Regions from separate parts of the Mus musculus genome. Here region 1 is linked to region 2. Evidence: chromatin contacts called from public Hi-C data. All regions are on one chromosome and are shown on one strand. The core of a region is the stretch at or near the end of the contact, and the rest is flanking DNA. Distances in the headings are between cores, read along the strand shown. Region 1 overlaps Yeats2 (YEATS domain containing 2). Region 2 holds the start of Klhl24 (kelch-like 24).

The links. A called contact is a pair of places that touch in the nucleus more often than the background predicts.
Region 1: a Hi-C map of liver shows a contact between it and region 2, with 1.7 times the contacts expected there. The contact joins the enhancer-like site here to the promoter of Klhl24 in region 2. A contact is called at or near these places in 4 of 484 Hi-C or Micro-C datasets (Sertoli cells, cortical neurons, embryonic stem cells and 1 more), 5 of 115 datasets of contacts at active chromatin or transcription factors (CD8 T cells, the SCID.adh cell line, bone marrow-derived macrophages and 1 more) and 3 of 9 other capture datasets (adipose tissue, liver and pancreatic islet).

Annotation. Positions count from the first base shown.
Region 1 is chr16:20,164,056-20,170,542 of GRCm38.p6, reverse strand. All of the region lies in intron 7 of Yeats2 (YEATS domain containing 2), which reads right to left. Among named protein-coding and RNA genes, the nearest start is that of Yeats2, 26 kb to the right of the region's middle. Within about 2 kb of position 1,317, at least 21 of the 459 cell types and tissues checked have an H3K27ac peak or open chromatin away from gene starts, as enhancers often do. A contact at or near this core is called in cortical neurons and liver, where this site is marked.
Region 2 is chr16:20,093,508-20,100,356 of GRCm38.p6, reverse strand. It overlaps Klhl24 (kelch-like 24), which reads right to left and starts at 2,803. Exons shown (of 8, transcript NM_029436.3): 1 at 2,686-2,803.

The DNA of each region.
Region 1 (6,487 bases), core at 68-2,567, 72 kb before region 2:
TATTCAGACTATATACTATATACTATATAACAGGTTTGCAAATTGAAAACACCTATAAATCCTTGAGTCAGAATTACTGTAATTAGACGCTGAGATTGGGAGAGAAGGCACTCTGTGACATAAGCTTTTGGAAAACTAAGACATGAATTCAGTTAGGTCAGAGTCAACACAACCAAAGACAAGCCTAACAGATGAGAACTAACAAGCAGAGATCCTCAAACAAGCGTCTCAGACAGAAGTCCTGAATTCAAGAGCAGCCTGGAAAGCAGAGAAAATAACCTTACTAATTACAGCAAGATGAGTTCTCTACATCTGAGCCAGAGTCACTCTCCACTTTGTAGCAAGCTAGTATGTAACTGTTCCATGTGCCAGACTACAACAAAACTAGCCACCCCCCAGGTTCCTTGTGTTTGCCAGAACAGCAGAATCTCTAAGGGCAAAGATGGAGTACATATAGAAAATTTTCTGTGTCTGGTTTTGTGTCTGCCTTACACTTGTTCTCTCTACCTCCTCAGTTTTAACACTAGGGGCCCTACAGGCTTACATCCATTCTGTTGAAACTTATCAGTGACCGCCAGCAGTGGCCAACCAGTCTTCAGTTGCTATAGTGACTCCAGATGCACTACTTACTGAAGGTTTCAGCTGGGCATGGCTCATGTAAATGAAGCAGTGGGGAGGCCACAGCAGAGGAGCCAGCTATCTGCTGCATGAAAGCTGTGGATTTGGAATCACAAAGAATAAACAGATCATTCTTCTATATGGAAGAGTTTCAAAGAACTAAAAAGCTTTTCCAAGTTCTTCCTAGGATGAACACTTCTGATTTCCATGGTGACGGTGGCAAACATTCAGAGTATTTCGTTAAAAACAAATACTGTTCTAAACCTTTTGGATCTACTAACTTGGCCAGTGTTCACAACTTCATGAAGCACCATCCTGAGGCACAGTTCAACTGCATAACAAACCTGCAAGGCCACACTTAAGTAAGCAAGCAAGCAAGCAAGCAGGAAACCACAATTCAAACTCAAGACCTAGACTACAGAGGCCATGCTCTCACCACCATGCTAGTTCAAGTGCCCATGGTGGCAGATCTCCTTACTACACAGCCCTCCTCTGGATGCACAACAGTATGGTAAGCTGCTGTCAGACTGCTGTCACACTAGCCCACTTTAGTCTCACATGCACGAGGTTAGGGATAGTCTAACATCAAACTCCCCAAATGAAAGGACCAGGCATTCATTTCTGTAATCTCCACAAAAAGCCTGGAGTCCAACACACACTCAGTGACTAGCTTAACAAAGTTCACTCTCACAGCTCTTAGAAAGTGGGACAAAGGTAGTCATGACAAGTGAGCCAAGTAAGAAAACTACGGCTTCTACAGAAGAAGAGATTCTTCTCCATCCGGTAATGGGATAAGATCTGCTGACCATGACATTTGGGTTCTGACTTAAAAAAAATTTAACTGGAATTCCCCAGCAGCTGTATCAAATTACATCAAATTAATATACATACAATTAATTCTGACACCAGGTACAAGCAAACTCTGGAGTCCCATAGAGAAGATTCTAAGTTATAACTAAAGCCAAGACACAGGCTAACTTTACTACCCTACTTTACACACTCCCAAATCTGGGATGTTAAGTCTCATATTTTAAGAGGAATACAGCTAAACTGGAGTGTGTCAGGGACTATAATACACTTACATACATGACATCTGAAGTAAAGACAATGGAAAAGACTCAAAAGCCTCTTTCAAATCCTTGAAATCTACTAGGGAAGGAGCATTATGACTGTCGGCACCAAGGCACAGATGGATTCGCTTCCAGCAGTGAGAAGCGCACACCTGCAATGCCAGCATGTGGGAGGCCGGGACAAGAGGACTGTTCCACCTGAGAGGCCAAGTCGGTCAAAGTAAAGGTCCTGTCTCAACCCCTAATCCCTGAAAAAAGAACTCACAGAAATTTAGGCCTCTGCTTAGTATAATTTAAAACTTCCCAGCAAGCAGAGTTACTATGGAATTGACCACCTAAGTAACTCATTCTGCATCAAACAAGAAATGTTGGATCTTGGGCGATGCTACTATTAGTAAGAGATCACAAACATCTAGAAGTACAAAGCAAAGACTGGGTATGGAGGCACTTCCTTAATCTGAGGCAGAGGTCAAGGGACAAAGGGACAAAGGCAGAGGCAGAATTCTAGGCCAGTTATGGCTATGCAGTGAGTCTATATCTCAAAAGAGAAAAGACTTAGAAACCTAAAATTAGGGCTCAAATGGGGCTCTGTGGGTAGAGTGAGTGCTTTTCAGCATACATGAAACTCTAGTCTTGATGACATGCCCCCCAAATACACGCATGCACACGCATGCACGCACGCACGCACGGCCTGTCATATCAGCAGTTGGGAGAGAGAAGCAAGAGGATCATAAGACCCTATCTTAAAAACTAGAGCCGGTCGTGGTGGCGCACGCCTTTAATCCCAGCACTTGGGAGGCAGAGGCAGGCGGATTTCTGAGTTCGAGGCCAGCCTGGTCTACAAAGTGAGGTCCAAGACAGCCAGGGCTATACAGAGAAACCCTGTCTCAAAAAAAAAAAAAAAAAAAAAAGGAAAAAACTAGAAAAGGAGGAAAGAAAGCTCAAAGTTTAATATGGGAGATACATGTAAATTATTAAGTATATTTAAAAACTTGCCTAAAAAGCTGGGCAGTGGTGGCGCACACCTTTAATCCCAGCACTTGGGAGGCAGAGGCAGGCAGATTTCTGAGTTCGAGGCCAGCCTGGTCTACACAGTGAGTTCCAGGACAGCCAGGACTACACAGAGAAACCCTGTCTCAAAAAACAAAACAAAACAAACAAAAAACAGAAAACAAACAAACAAACAAACAAAAAAAACTTGCCTAGAAACGGAGCAAGTGATCTCTCCAGCAATTTCATTTTTGAGACAGGGTCTCACTATGTATTTCTGGCTGTTCTAGAATTCACTATGCATGCCAGGCTGGCCTTGAACACAACCTGCCTCTGCATCTGAGTGCTGGGATTCAAGATGTGCACCACCACGTCTGGCAGTTCTCTGCAATGGTAAGCAGAAGAAACAAACAGTTAAGAAAACTATAATCTAAGCTTGACACTTGGACCCACATGGAATGCCAAGTTTACTATGTATCTGTGTATGTGTGTACGTGTGTATGTGTGTATCACATGTCAACCTCTGGTGTATTCCTCAGGAGCCATTCAATATTTTTAAATGCTTTTTAAAAATTTATATATATGCATGCGTGTGGAAGAAAAATTTCAAAATGTAAAGAAGGGGATACCTATAAAGATACAAGAAGCTTATAGAACACTTAATAGATTGGACCAGAAAAGAAAGTCCCCTTCCCACATAATAGTGAAGACAATAAACACACAGAACAAAGAAAGAACATTACAGGGGAAGGAGTAAGTAAGAGGCAGAGCTGTCAGAATCACACCCAACTTCCCAGCACACACTCTAAAAGCCAGGCGGGCCTTGACTGTAAAACTCTAAGAGACTACAGATACCCAGGAAAAATGTTTAATCATCCTAGATGGGGGAAAGATATTTCATGATAAAGTCAAATTCCATAGGCAGTATCTATCTATAGATCCAGCCCTGGAAAAAGTACTAGAAGGAAAATTCTAACCCATGAAAACACGGGAAATAATCTCATGTCAACAACACCAGAAAAAGAAAACCACAGAGTTCTCCCCCCACAACCCCCCCCCCCCTGCATGCAACCTGCCTACCCACAGTCTCACACACATACTAACAAAAACAAAATAACAGGAATTAGCAATCTTTGGTCACTGATATCTCTCAATATCAACGGACTCCATTCCCCAGTACAAAGACACAGACTAACAGAATGGATGCAGAAACATGATCAATCCTTCTGCTGCATGCAAGAAACACACCTCAACATCAAAGATAGGCAAAGGGTTGGAAAAAGATTTTCCAAGCAAATGGACCTAAGAAATAAGCTGGTGTAGCCATTCCAATATCTAACAAAATAGACTTCAAAGTAAAATTGATCAAAAGAGATTGGAAGAACACTTAGTACTCATCAAAGGAAAAATCTACCAAGATGATGTTTTAATTCTTAATATCTGTGTCTCAAACAGAAGGGCACCCATGTGTACAAAAGAAACACTATGAAAGCTTAAATTATACATAGATCCTCACACTTTTATAGTGGGAGACTTTTGGTATCATACTCACCATCGAGAGGTCATCCAGCCAAAACTTTAACAGAAACAATGGAGTTAACAGACGTTTTAAACCAAATGGACAACAGACATTTACAGAATATTTCACATTTCACCCAAAATCAAAAAATATACCTTCTTCTCAGCATCTCATGAAATTTTCTCTAAAACTGACCGCAAAGCAAGCCTCAACAGATAAAAGAAAACTGAAATAACCTTGTGTCTTATCAGACCACCATGGATTAAAGGTTGATTTTAAGAACAGAAAAACCAGAAAGCCATGGAACTGAATAACTCTCTACTCGGTGACCACTGAGTCAAAGAAGAAGAAATAAAGGAAGAAATCAAAGATTTTCTAGAATTCAATGAAAATGAAGGCATAACATATCCAAACTTATGGGACACAATGAAAGTAGTACTAAGAGGAAAGTTCATAGCACTAACTGCCTACATTAAAAAAAAAAAAAAAAAAAGCACATCCAAGAGGAATATGAAACTCAGGGCTGAAATCAATAAAATAGAAAGAAACAATATGAAGAATCAATGAAACAAAGAGTTGGTTATTTGAGAAAAAAGCAACAAGACAGACAAACTTTTATCCAAACTAAAAGGCAGAAAGAGAATATCCAAGTTAACAAAATCAAAAACAAAAATGGGGACATAATAACAGGAAATCCAAAGAATCAGTAAGTCATACTCTAAAAACCTATACTTCACAAAATTGAAAAACCTAAAAGAAATGGATAATATTTTTGACAAATACCACTTACAAAGTTATAGCAAGATCCGATGAACAATCTAAACAGACCTATAACCCTTAAGGAAACAGAGAAGCAGCCATCAAAAGTTTGGCTGTTGCCTGTATGTGAGATATATTCTACTAGCTGGGCTGCCTTCTCTGGCCTCAGTGGGAGAAGAAGCACCTAGCCTTGCAGAGACTTGAAGTATTGGGGGGGGGGGATACCCAGGGGGAGCCTCGCAGAGACTTGAAGTATCGGGGGTGGGGGTGGTGGGGATACCCAGGGGGAGAGGAGATACTTAAGAGGAAAAGAGGAGGGGGATAGAGGAAAGATTGTGAGAGAAGGTGTCTGGGGTGGGGGTGGGGCAGTGAATGGGATCCAATGTAAGTTAAAAAAAATTCAGTGAGTGGTAGGATATGAAATATTTCCATTATAAATACATTTTTGCATTTTCTTAAAAAAAAAAAAAAAAGAAGAAAAAAGTTTCCCAACCTAAAAAAGCTCAGGGCCAGGTTGTTTTAGCATAGAATTCTACCAAATTTTAAGAGCCAACGCCAATATGCCTCAAACTGTTCCATAAATAGAAACAGAAGGAACATTGCCAAATTAATTACATGAGGCACTCATCCTGATATCCAAACCACAGATTCAACAAAGAAGAAAATTATAGACCAATTTCCTTTATAAACATGGATGCAACAATACTCAATAAAATACTTGTAAGCCAAATCCAAGGACACATTAAAAAGATCATCATCCTCCATGATCAAGCAGGCTTCATCCCTGAGATGCAAGGATGGTGCAACGTATGAACATCAGTCAACGCAAGGAAAGAAAGAAAACAACAACACGTGGTCATCTCTTTAGATGCTGAGAACTCCTTCGACAAAAATCCAACACCCTTTCATAATAGACGTGTAGGAGATCAGGGATACAAGGGGCAGACATAAATATAATAAGGCAGTATACCAATATCAAGAAGGCAGTAAGCTAACATTGAATTAAATGGAGAAAACCTCAAAGCAATTCCACTAAAATCAGGAACAAAACTATTCAAAATAGTGCTCAAAGTTCTAGCTAACGCAATATAACTAAGGGAGATCAAGGGGATGCAAACTGGAAAAGTCATCAAAGTATTGTATCTTTATTCCCAGATGATATGACAGTACAAAATCAACCCCAAAATTTCTACCAGGGAACTCCTGCAGCTAATAAACACCTTCGGCAAGGTGGCTGGATACAAAATTAACTAAAAAAAAAGAAAAAAAAAAAAAAGAAAGAAAGTGATTCTCCTATATGCAAATGACAAACAGACTGAAAAAGAAATTGGGAAAACAACACCCTTTACAATAGCCGCAGATAATATAACATATCTTGAGGTAACTCTCACCAAGCCAGGTAAAGATCTGTGTGACAAGAATTTCAAGTCCCTAAAGAAAGAAATCGAAGAAGACCCCAGAAGATGGAAAGATCTCCCATCCTCATGGATTGGTAGGACTAACACACTAAAAATAGCCGTCTTACCAAAAG
Region 2 (6,849 bases), core at 1,554-4,053:
AAACTAGCTATGGTGCCAATAAAATGCTCTGTGACCTGGGATTCTAAATAGCCTTTTAATATACAAAAACACTCGGAAGTCAATGATTTTTAACATAGTATTACACCAATTATTCAGAAATAGTTTTAGAAGCACCAACAAAACCTAATCACTTTGGTTTGAGACCAGGTATATTTCAGTCTGTATATTTCAGGCTTGATGCAAACTATAGTCCCCCATCCCCGTCCTGCAGTTACAGGCATGAACTCCACCCTTAAGAAGGTTTTCATTCTCCTTATTTTCCATTTGGTTTAGAATGTTTTGGATCATCTAAGATCAGTCAACTAAGGAGAACTCAGTGGCTAGCATGTGTGAGAAGGCCCTTGGTTCAGTCCTCAGTATCAAAGGAGAGTGTGCGTGTGGGAGAGGGTGTGCTGGAAGAATGAAAACTCTTGAAGATAATTAGCTATTCTGTTGTTGGACTCCCAAGTCTATGTTGCCCAGGATGGTCTTCAACTCCTAGGTCTACTGAGTATTGCTCTTACTTCAGTCTCCCAAATAACTGGAGCTGCCCACAGGGGATTCACCTTGAGCTTATGGGAGTATTTATAGCATGAAGAACAGAAATGTTAAAAACATCCAGCTGTCTTGTATCATTGTTGTAGTCACAACAGAAATGAAATCTTTTTTTTTTTGCATAAATGCTTGTGAGGACATTTTATTGACATTTTTCATTACAGAGTCCACACTTACATATTTGATAAAAGAGCTGTCCTAAATTTTCCAGGTAAGAGTAAATAAAGTGCATACAAGAATAAATGCTGCAACATATTTGCTAAGTATTTATTTTCCAAAGTCTTGACCTCTGACTCTTAATGAAATGGCAGGAAAACAAGGAAGTTAAAAAGCACACCGGAAAAGCATTAAGGTTTTGGCAATCTGGACGAAAGCCAGGAAAGTTTAAGATATAACTGATAGCTCTCAGAATATTGTTTTCTTCTTCCTGTTTAAAGACTAAGTCACAAGCTTTGTTTAAAGAAACTCAACTTATCAAATGGTAGGTAGTTCTTATTAAAGTATACTGGGTTGCATTTGTATATGTTAAGATCTGAATAACCTTAGTATACGAGTGACTATGTGTCCTGATCAGACAACTTCTTATTCTAACAGGCATCAGTACTTGGATTTTTAATATTAAGAGGGGCTGGAAGGATGGTTTAGCAGTGCTCTTGCAGAGGACCCAGGTTTGGTTTCCAGCACTCACAAGGCAGCTGACAACTTGAACCATCTAGAACTCCAGTTCCAGGAGATCTGACGCCCTCTTCTGGCCTTCGTTGGCACCGAACACAGGTGGGTGGGTACATGCTGGTCAAACACCCACACAGAATAAATCTTTAAAAAGTATATTAAGGCTGCTTTATTAAGTATATTATACCTGCTTTACTGAAGAAACTCAACTTTTCTGAGATAAAATGACAAAACCTAGCTGCACCATAAGTTTAAGAGATTTGGAAAACCACCTTTAATATCCTCCGTCTGGAAATGACTGGGCTTTCGGTTATCTTAATGTACAGTTTTCCAAACACACCTTCAACTCACTTATCAGAAACTTCTCAATTACCTGGGAGATTAATACACGAAATTGTGTGCCCCAAAAAGGGAAAACTAAGAAAGCTCATTCAAAAATCCAAAACCAAAAAACTTTTAGGTGAATAACCTCAAAATATCTTTTTTTTTAAAGGTAAAAGCCACCGTTTATATTTTTAGTGGCAAGGGATACATATTAAATCCTAATAAAGAAAAACAAAACACCAAACCATTATCAACCATCAACCATCTGGTGGTTGTGCCAGGTGTCAGCTGAGAACACTAACAGAAAAAAAAATTGACATGATTAAAATCCGCTAGAGCTGATATTGAAGCTTCTCAAATGTGGCCTTGTGGGTCATCCTTTACTACCTAAGGCTGGACAGAGCAGGCAAGGGCAACTTCGCAGAGCTGCGCGCTGTCCTACGCCAGGAGCTACGGGTTAGCCCCCACCCCCTGGCCTCTGCAGGGCACGCCCCCTTCCTACCCACCGCCCCGCTGCTCCCCTCCCTCGGCGCCCGCGTCCTCCAGGTCACCTTCAGGCGAGGGCGGGACTGCCTGGCACGGGCCACCCACCTACCACCCCCTGCCAATAAAAATTCGGAACTCGCCGGCCCGGCCCGCCTGCAGCGCCCAATCCCGGCCGCCCGAACGATCTTCGCCTCGGGTGCCCAGGGCTTGGGGGCGGGAACATTGGGAACTAAATTAAGAAGCAGAGGGCCCTGAGAAGGAAGCGGGCAGCCGGGTGGGGGCTCCCCCGGGACGGCCCGAGGCCGCGCTCCCGGTAAACAAAGGCTTCGCGGGGGCGGGTAACGGTCAGGTGACCACGCCCCGCATGTTTCGCAACTGTGCTGCTGGCTGCTATGGCCCCAGCACCCCGATCCTTATCCGTGCTAGGCGACAGCACTCACGGTCACCCCACGGAAACTCCAGGTCCGAGGCCGAAACACTCCGGCCGCTTCCACCCTAAGTGTATTGCTGCCGCGGGGCTCGTCCCTGCCCTGTCCCCACGCCCGAGGCCGCATCGGGCTTCTGGCAGCCAGGGACCTCGCCTCCCTCCCGCCGGTGCCGGGGATCAGCGCCGCGGTCGCATGCCGCTTGGAGCGGCCACCCTGGTACCTCTCGGCGCAGGCTGGAAGCGGCACGAGCGGCGACCCCCGTCCCTGCTGCGCCGGCGTCTCCTCGAGCCACCGCCAGTCTCTGCCACTGCTCACAACAAAGGAAACATGTGACCGTCGAGCCAAAACACTTAGCGTCACCCACCCTTGGCCAATGGGGGGGAGGCATCCGCCTTCCCGGAGCATTCTGGGAGACGTAGTTTTTACTGCCGGTGGGCTCTCAGGCCATCTGGGTTCCGCTAGAGGGCGGAAACCCAACCCCGGGCTGCTAATTCCAAACATTTATTTAAGGTAGAATAAGATTAAAGGAATGCATCTTGATCAAGACAGAAGTGGTATGTTGATTGTTTTCAAAGAGCCCTTTACATCCCAAAGCCAAAGCACAAGACCAGGACTTAGCCAACCTTAGAGCTTGGAATAAGGCTTGTTTTAATTACCATGTTCTAACACACTTGGGAAATCAGAGGGCCTGAGAGGTGGAGTGTACTAGAAGCCTGGTCATAATTGCAGAGGACGCTTTCTTTGTAAATCTGTCAAGGTCGCTATCAGAGCCTCAGTTACTTTTTAAATTTAATTTAATTTTTGTCTTAATCAGATGCAGGAGTTGAACAAAAATTGTAACAAACCTTTATTTTCCGAGGCACATGGAATCTTCTTCAAGATGTTTTGTTTCTAGGAGATTCCTTTTCAAGGATGGCCGTCCTCTGCTCTTGAAAATGTTTGGATAGTTCTGGCTTCTGACAAAAGTTACGTACTTCTTCCTTCTGCACTTCATTAAGACAGCCTTGCCTCCGTTAAAATTAGATGTGTTGCCACAAGGTAGAGAGAGAGGAGCAGAGTTGACAGGCAGGCCATTTGATAAGCTTTTAGGTCTCCTTTTCATGTTCTATTAACTTAAAAAAAGCCTACTGAGTACTTCCTGGGGCGCGGGGGTGGGGGGTGGAGTGGGGGGGACCTTTCTTTGACTTTTCTAAGATTTATGGCTAGGCCTGCAGTAAAACTGCTTGCCACTCTGGCTTGACCAGTTGGTGCTATCAGCTTAGAGAGTCCTTTCTTTGGTTTTCTCTTGTCAAAGCAAGAAGATTTATTTTCATATTCTCTCCTTCCTTCCCTCGTCCTTTTCCCCTCCTCCCCTCTTTTCCTCCTCCTTCCTTCTCTTCCCCTCTCTTCTCCACAAATTGATTTAAACAAGATACATAACTTGAAGGAAAACTATCTAGAATTCTTTTTAAATTGTCTATTATTATTATTATTATTATTATTATTATTATTATTAATTCTTTGTGTGTGTCTGTATTGGCTATCTGAGTGCTGGTAAAGATCAGAGTCATTGGGTCCCCCTGGAGCTGCAGGTGCTGGGAGCTGAAATCCAGATAGAGCAATAAGTGCTCTTAGCCATTAAGTCATTTCTTCAGCTCTATTTATTTAAAAATTTAAAATTTAAATATGTTTTGTCTGCGTCTGTGTACCATGTGCCTGCATGCAATGCCCATGGAGGCCAGAAGAAGGCACCAGATTCCCCAGCACTGGAGTTGGTTTCAGAGAGTGTGAGCTACCATGTAGGGATGCTGGAATTCTAGGCTTCATCCTCTCTCATAAAGCAGTCAGTGTTTTTAACAATGGGGTCATTGCTCCAGATCCTTTATTTAGGTTGCAAAACAGCGTCTTAATGTTTCTGAGGCTGACCTCTAATTCATTAGTGATAGAATTTTTATTTTATTTTATTTTATTTTATTTTTTATTTTTTGGAGGGAGATTTGAGAGAGAGAGAGAGAGGGAGAGAGAGAGAGAGAGAGATATGTTTGAACTTATTCGTTTTTCAGGCAAGCATTTTATTAATGCTTCAGCAAGCAGTACAGTAGGGCCCAAAGTGAGAAACTTAGTTTCACTCAAAGTAAAAAGCAAGGTGTCTATTCTTTTTTTTTTTTTAACAAATATTCTTTTTTTGTTTGTTTTTGTTTTTAAAGATTTACTTATTTATTGTATGCTTTAAATACACTGTAGCTGTCTTCAGACACTCCAGAAGAGGGTGCCAGATCTTGTTACGGATGGTTGTGAGCCACCATGTGGTTGCTGGGATTTGAACTCAGGTCCTTCAGAAGAGCAGTCAGTGCTCTTAACCGCTGAGCCATCTCTCCAGCCCCCGTCTATTCTTAAAGATTTCTGAGCGAAGGAGCATATTACATTGTAAGGAAGCTGGCTTAGTTGATATGTGGTCTATGCTCTACGAACAAGACAGAAGAATAGGGCTTATGTGACTTGGATCATATAAGGTCATGAGGTCACCCTTTCTATGGGAAGGGAGGTATGGTGTGATGGTTTGTATATGCTTGTCCTTAGGAGGCGTGGCCTTGTTGGGGTAGGTGTGTCACTGTGGGTGTGGGCTTAAGACCCTCATCTTAGCTTCCTGGAAGTCAGTATTCTGCTAGCAGCCTTCACATGAAGATGTGGAACTCTCAGCTCCTCCTGCACTTTGAGTACTAGGATTATGAGTCTATGCCCAGCCTGTGCACTGCTACGATGGAACCCTGGTTAATTGTTTTGTGCTGTTTGAGCTTACTAAGAAGCTGGCATTGGAAGTGGTGTTCCTTCCCTCCCAACTCAGACCCAGGCATGGTTGTCTAAAGTGTCTTCCAGGGTCCCTTGTCTGAGATGATGTTCCGAGGGAGGGAAGAGAACAGTGAAACAGCCCAAAAATAAACCATAAAAGTCACGGTTTCCTTGAAAACAGCTAGAAAGTGAGCCACCTCCAAGAGAGGTTACAGTGGGAAAAGGAAGTTGGAAGTTCAGCCATAGCAAGCTCATTCAGTGGAGACAAAGCTCAGGTTGGAACTCCAGCTGACTGCCTCGACTTCCCCAGTTGGTTTCTTCTGGATTTGTGACTTCCCATTTTGATGATACTATCTCTATATGCTTTTTTTCATCATTATTTTTTAAAAAGGTTTATTTGTTTGTGATACACACACACATATATATGTATGTATTTTGTCCACGTGTATGTCTGCACATACATACATCTGAGAAGAGGGCATCAGGTCCCATGGGACTACAGTTATAGACAGTTGTGAGCTGCCACACTTTAGCTGAGAACTTGCTTACAGTTTTAGAGGGTTGATTCATGATCACCATGGCAGGGAACATGGTGGCATGGCAAGAAAGGCATGGTGCTGGAAAAGTAGCTAAGATTAGTTCATATCTGATTTTCAAGTTGCGGGCAGAGAGAGGGTGTGTGTGGAGACTGAGTAACTGCCTGGCTGGCCCTGGCATGGCTTTTGAAACCCCAAGCCCTTATTTCCTCCAACAAGGCCACACCTCCTAATCCTTTCCAAAGAGTTCCACTAACTGGGAACCAGACATTCAAATGTATGCATCTATAGGAGCCATTCTCATTCAAACTACCATAGAGTCTGTATAGAGTTCATGTTCCTGGCCCCAGTTTCTTGCTCTAGTGACCTGTAGAGGCATGTATGAACCTCAGCTTGATCTGTTATTCCTGGCACTCTTCTTCTTGAAGATGCCAACAGGTCCTAAGAATTTATCTTGCCCACTTGTGGTCCTTGGATTGCTTAGTAGACAGACATTCCATGAATCCTGCAGAGTCCATGAAGGAGAGGGGCTAAACATACCCAAGAGTAACCTCCATTTTTGTTCTTGAAAAATCTCACCGACTTTCTTCAGACATAAAGCTTGGGCAACAACCGCCAGACCCAGAGTTCTCATTTTGTCATCTCAGCGGATGCTGTGCTCCCCAGAGGTTCTGTGTAGGCACCCACTCTAAGTAACACAACCTCCCTGAAGCTCTATTAGAGATCTCAGAAAGTTTCCACAGCGGATAGCCCAGAGGTCACCCTATGCTGGGTTGCTTTTGCTACTTCATTACATAAGCTTAGCCCTTTGACGGTTGTGTCCTCCAACTCTGTTTGCAGTGGTGCTTTATAGTCAGAGGATTGGTCCGAATGCTAGCTTTGCATCCTAGTAGCCTCATGCTTGAGTACGCTAACCTTTCTCAGCCTGTTTTCTCATCTTCAAAATGAGGATAATTCTGGGAGTGGCAGTTCCCACTTGTAATCTCAGTTCTGAGGACCTTGAGGTAGGAATATCAGTAGTTTGAGGCCAGCCTACGTTACATAGCACAAACCTAACCAAACCAAAAAGCTATTTAAAG